Linked DNA regions of Mus musculus: region 1 is linked to region 2. Evidence: chromatin contacts called from public Hi-C data. All regions are on one chromosome and are shown on one strand. Each heading gives the region's core, a stretch centred on a gene start, on an enhancer-like site or on the middle of the called end of the contact. The rest is flanking DNA. Distances are from core to core; before and after follow the strand shown. Region 1 overlaps Cerk (ceramide kinase). Region 2 overlaps Celsr1 (cadherin, EGF LAG seven-pass G-type receptor 1).

Evidence for each region. Hi-C and Micro-C count contacts between places; a contact is called where the count stands out from the background.
Region 1: a Hi-C map of LSK cells shows a contact between it and region 2, with 1.8 times the contacts expected there. The contact joins two enhancer-like sites. A contact is called at or near these places in 1 of 484 Hi-C or Micro-C datasets (LSK cells), 2 of 115 datasets of contacts at active chromatin or transcription factors (embryonic stem cells and pancreatic cancer cells) and 1 of 9 other capture datasets (liver).

What each region holds. Positions count from the first base shown.
Region 1 is chr15:86,181,282-86,184,072 of GRCm38.p6, forward strand. The region is part of intron 1 of Cerk (ceramide kinase); the gene reads right to left. Among named protein-coding and RNA genes, the nearest start is that of Gm15569, 3.1 kb to the right of the region's middle. Within about 2 kb of position 1,485, at least 176 of the 459 cell types and tissues checked have an H3K27ac peak or open chromatin away from gene starts, as enhancers often do. A contact at or near this core is called in LSK cells, where this site is marked.
Region 2 is chr15:85,980,565-85,983,405 of GRCm38.p6, forward strand. The region is part of intron 1 of Celsr1 (cadherin, EGF LAG seven-pass G-type receptor 1); the gene reads right to left. Among named protein-coding and RNA genes, the nearest start is that of Celsr1, 52 kb to the right of the region's middle. Within about 2 kb of position 1,302, at least 178 of the 459 cell types and tissues checked have an H3K27ac peak or open chromatin away from gene starts, as enhancers often do. A contact at or near this core is called in LSK cells, where this site is marked.

The sequences.
Region 1 (2,791 bases), core at 235-2,734, 200 kb after region 2:
GCTCTTAACCACTTAGCCATGTCTCCAGCCCTGCTTTCAGGATTTTATTAAATTATTATTATTATTTTGCAAGAGGATGCTGGTGCTCCATCCTAGGTCTGGTGTGTGTGTGTGATATGCACTCTACAGCTGAGCTATGCCCTCAGTCCCATGGTTTCTTTTTGTGAGCTTGTTTATTCATGGCCCAGGGTGGGAAACGATGAAGGTATAGGCAAAAGACAGCAGTGGCTTGCCCGTAAGCTCACTGTCAGCTTTGGGGCACCCATGTGGGGGCTGGTAGAAGACAAAGGAGAGGGGCTGGAGATGGCTCAGCTGTTAAGAGCACTGACCGCTCTTCCAGAGGTCCTGAGTTCAATCCCCAGCAACCATATGGTGGCTCACAACCATCTGTAATGGGCATCTGATGCCCTCTTCTGGTGTGTCTGAAGACAGCTACAGTGTACTCATATGCATTAAATAAATAAATAAATAAATAAATATTACAAAAAAGCAGACAAAGGAGGTTTTCCCCACAAAGGCAGTGGCCCCAATGCCATTCGTGAGTCTTCAGCACACTCTGAAACACAGCCCACTGAAAAGCAACAAATGCAGAATTGACAGTGTGCCCTGCTGCCCCGGGGATTGGGGGGTAAGAGGAGGAGAAAAGCCCAGCCATCACTCCAGACTATCTCAAGTTCAACCAGTGACCCACTTAGAGAAGCCCCCCACACACACCATTTCCTGTTTTCAGTCTGCCCCACTTCCGCTCTGGCCTGTGGCCTGGAGAGGCACTTGCTGGTTCAGCTTCTTCCGGTGCTGACCCCCCCCCCCCCAAGATTGAGTCCTTATCTCTGTTGCTGGGCACTTGGCAGCAAACGTGGCAACCTCCCCAGAAAGAATATGTGTCTGGGTTCAGAGCCTCCTTCTGCAGCGCGCCAGGCACCTAGGGAACAAGTAATCCGCATCTTCCCGTTCTCATGCCTACAGCAGGAGAGGATGGAGGGGGAGATGAAATACCCAGCTGCTTGCACATGGTCCCTCAGGACTGTCTGCGAGCTCCAGGGCTGCCGGCCAGCCGGCCTCTCAAAGGTCTCCCAATCTGGTTTTGCACAATCTTCTGCCCATGATTCCCAACCCAGGCAATTGAGGTGTGTCCGGACACACCTGGGGAGTGGCAGATTGGAAGTGGCCCTGGCTAACTGAATTAAATGTGCCACGAACTGCTCAGAGCGCGCTCTCTGACTCCACATACTCAAATCTCACCTTATTCTAAAGTAGGTCTACTTCTGGGGGGGAGGGTGTGAAAACACGGGGTGGGGGACCAAGATGACTCCCCCTAATCCCCCCCCCCCCCCCCGCAAGTCACAGTTTGCCAGCTTTGTTTTTTTGTTTTTTGTTTTCACCACGGAGGTGGAGAGCATCAGGAAAGGGGAAGTGAGCAGGGTGCTTTCTGAGACAGCCTACCAACTGGTCCCTTACAGCCAGTCCTAGAGAAGACCCAGTCTGTTGGGGCTGCTCCCCAAGGGGCTATGGGTGAGTCTACACAAAAGTGGCTGCACACTTCACAGGGGTGACGTAATACTCAACAGAGCCGGCCAGCTGTGGAAGCCACCTGCCAGCAAAAACAAGCCGTCGCCGACGTTGAAAAGCAGACGCTGCCAGCAAACCTGGCCTAGAGTGTGGGCGCCGGAAACCGTGAGAGCAGCTGACCAACTGTGCCAACGCTGACCACAGGCGACTGGTGATGTCCCACCCCACATCTCACAAAAGGAGAGTGGGTCTTGTCCAGTGTCTTCATGGCCTCCCTGACCCAGAGGAGGCAGTGCTCTCCCATGAAGTCAGGTTTGCTCAGCCTCAGCTGAGTCGGTAGAGCTCCACATTTTCGGGGGCCCGTGTCTGTATGAGCCAGAGCAAAGGACTGCAGCTCACACATACTGAGCACCCACCATGCAACAGTATTCTTATCCTAAGCCAGGATTCTAGGCCCTAGAGGCTTACCTGAAATTCAACCCACTAGAGCCGGGCGTGGTGGCACACGCCTTTAATCCCAGCACTCAGGAGGCAGAGGCAGGCGGATTTCTGAGTTCAAGGCCAGCCTGGTCTACAAAGTGAGTTCCAGGACAGCCAGAGCTATACAGAGAAACCCTGTCTCAAAAAAAAAAAAAAAAAAGAAAAAGAAAAAAGAAAAAAGAAATTCAACCCACTCATGCCTAGGCAGCACAGTGGTAATAAAGTCCGAGAACAAGAGAGACATGCCCTGGGAGGTGATGCCAGGGGCACATGGGAAGAACTTCAGGGTAATCAAGTCCCAGGCACTGAGCCACAGAAAGGCACTCTGAAGACAAGGCTGCTTTGACTCCAAGGCTAGAAACCGGGTTGGTGGCGATTGAGTCTGAGGCTACCTTAGCCCTACCTCCCTTCAGCTCAGTCTGCAGAGCCTCAGCACAATACCAGAGTACGTACGGCCCCAACTACCCACACAGCCATTCTGGGTAGAATGAGCGAGGGAATGAATGAGCGAATGAAGGGCAACAGAAATTCAGGGTGTCCTCCAGGGAGTCCTGACTCCCGCCATTCCCACAGGTGCCTGCTCAGGGTGACAGTCACCCAACCTTGCCTACCTCCATCGTCCCCACCTAGACTGGGTCAACTGCCTTCCTTCAACTCTGCTCTGTCTCTCCTCTCTATCCTCCCTGAAGAGATCACCAGGTCTTTGTAATAAATAAATAAATAAATAAATAAATAAATAAATAAATAAATAAATATTCAGCTGGAAACAACCATCCAGGGGCTTCCTTTGATACCCACTATA
Region 2 (2,841 bases), core at 52-2,551:
TTTGACACGGTATTGTCCAAGACTATGGGGATTTTCGAAGTTGGACTGAATGTATTTTGCATTATGAGATGGCTGCGAGCCTGTGGGGAAAGGAGCAGAAAGTCCTGCTGTAAGGTGGTATGTTTCTGTGTCAGACTGATAGAGGGTAGACTTGTGATAGACACAGGTTTTCTCTGTGTAGTTCTGGCTGCCCTAAACTTGGTCTGTAGAGCAGGCTGGCTTTGAACTCAGAGATCCACCTGCTTCTGCCTCCTGGGTGCTGGGGTAAAAGGCATATGCCACCATCACCCTGCAGAAAAAAATTTTTTCAATTGAAGAAAATATGATGGGGCTAGACAGATGGCTCAGTGTTTGAAAGCACTGGCTGCTCTTGCAAAAGATGTGAATTTACTTCCTAACATGGTGATGCACAACTGTCTATAAAATTCTACATCTCCATCTGGCCTTGTGAGCGCCAGGCACACATGTGGTGCACATATGCACGTGCAGAAAACTTCCACACACATAAATCAAAAATAAAATTTCAACAGATCATGAACATTCTTAATGACACTGAGAGGTGTTCTTTAAGTGGTTAAGATTATAATTTAAGTATAAAGTTAAACTTTTTTGAAAGATTTATTTATTTTATGTATGCGAGTACATGGTCACTGTCTTCAGACACACCAGAAGAGGGCATCAGATGCCATTATAGATGGTTGTGAGCCACCATGTGGTTGCTGGGAATTGAACTCGGGACCTCTGGAAAAGCAGTCAGTGCTCTTAACCGCTGAGCCATCTCTCCAGTCCCCCAAAGTTAAATTTTTTAAAGAGCTTGATTATAACCCAGGGGTATCACTAGGCTGCATATAGGATTTATACATCTCCAGCTCTGCCTGCCCAACCCCTCAATCCACCTCAGGGATTAAATGTACACCGTCAATTTTTGCCTCGAGTACTGCCTTCGTCACTATCCACTGGCTGTCCCCTTGCCACCTGAGTCTCTGCTCACTCACCTCACTGAGGGCCCTCCACTCTGAGAACCCTCTGACTGCACCAGTCCCTCACTGAGGGTGTCCATGCAAAGCAACCTCCCAGGGTCTCCATGTTGAACACCCGTCCTTCCCCACATTCATGCTTTTGTTCCTGCTTAGGGGTGGCCACGGTCCTACTCATTCCAACTGTTTATGCCCAAGAGTCCCTAAGGACCAAGGACTCTCAGGTTGTGTTCCTGTAATTATCGTTTGCACTGGTGACGTCTAGACCAGTCCCCAGTACTCAGAAGTTTCTAGGTAAGCAAGTGTGGATGAAAGGAGGGCAGACAGCAGGAGCCTACTGTCTCCTCCACTCCAGCACTGACAGACGCACAAACACCACCCAGGGACGGCTTTCCATCGAGGCATGTTTTTGTAGCCGATTTGATCTTGTCACAGTGGTTTGACTAGGACAGTGCTTGCTTCCTGATGGCAATTGTTTCAAGACATTCTTTAACCACACGGGGATTTGTTTGTCCTGGCCTAGGATGTTAAAGGTCATATGACTTTAAGTTAAAAGCCTCCTTTCTTATAGTAGATTGATTGGGTTACCCTGACCCACCGTGAAAGGGGACACCAAGTCTCGGCCTTCACAGGGGGCAGCCCAAAGAGGCACACAGCACAGAAGAACATACCAGAACGAGGAGCCACAGCCTAGAGGCAGCTCTCCTCACTCAGAGAGGAAGCAAACCCAACCACAGAAGCAGCTTTGGGTACTGATGTGTCAGAAGCATGGCCACGCCTACTGCCTGCCCTGGGGCTAACTCCTCCCAGTCTGTAAGCCAGAGGTGTGTGTGTGGCTTCAGTGGTCTGGCTTGGGTTTCTGAGCCAACCTATGACTTAGTAAAGCCTTTGGGGGACACAAGTGTAAATGTCTGTCACCAAGGCCACCACTGAAATGAAGGATTGGCCACCCTGAGATGGAATGCCACACGGTGAAAACAGATAGGGTTAGAAACCAGCGAACAGGGCAGATCTAGATAACATGGCTTTAGAAGGGAGCAAGCAACCCCTTTTACACAAGATAAAACAAGAGTCTGTGTGTGTGTGTGTGTGTGTGTGTGTGTGTGTGTGTGTGTCACTGCTCGGGAGTCCAGAGAACTAGACCTGGCCATTCTCTGCAATGTAGATACTGGCTCTGTCTGGGCCACTGACTTTAAATAAATTCTATTCCAGAACAGCTTCAGAATTGCATAAAATGTGTAGAGAGAGACATCCCAAAGACTATGTGCCCACAATCCCCATTAACCACGTCACTAAATTAGTGGGGGACGAGTATCATCATTTAAGGGCCATATCAGCGCCTACTAACCACAGTTCAGTTCACACTACCCTCAGGTTCCCTGTGTTTTGACTCAGTGTCCTTTTCCTATCTAGGTCCCCACTCAGAACCCCAGGTGACATTCAGGCACAGACCCTCTAGGCTGTGGTGCTGCTGTCTCAGGCTCTCTGTGCCCCAGGTCCTGATGGTGTGAGTGATTTTAAAGGCACGGATACAGAGAACTAACTCTCTTCTCCATGCCTTCTGTTTATTTTGCAGCTAGGTTGGGTGTGCAGGGTCAGTATGCTCAACTTAGGAAAGCTCTGGGCTTAGACAGCTCCCCAGACCAGAGCTGAAGGCTTTTCCTCTGTGTGAGGACAGCGCAGGAACCAACCACAGCCGCCACTGGCTTTGTAGTATCCTAAAGCAGCCTGATGCTTCAGCATCCTCAACCGGCCCGATGCAACATCCACCACCTTCTCAGAAGACACCGCACTCCCTCAGACAACAGGAAGGAGGCAGAGCAGGTGTCAGGCAGAGCACCAGGCTGTAGGGTGGCTGCCAGCA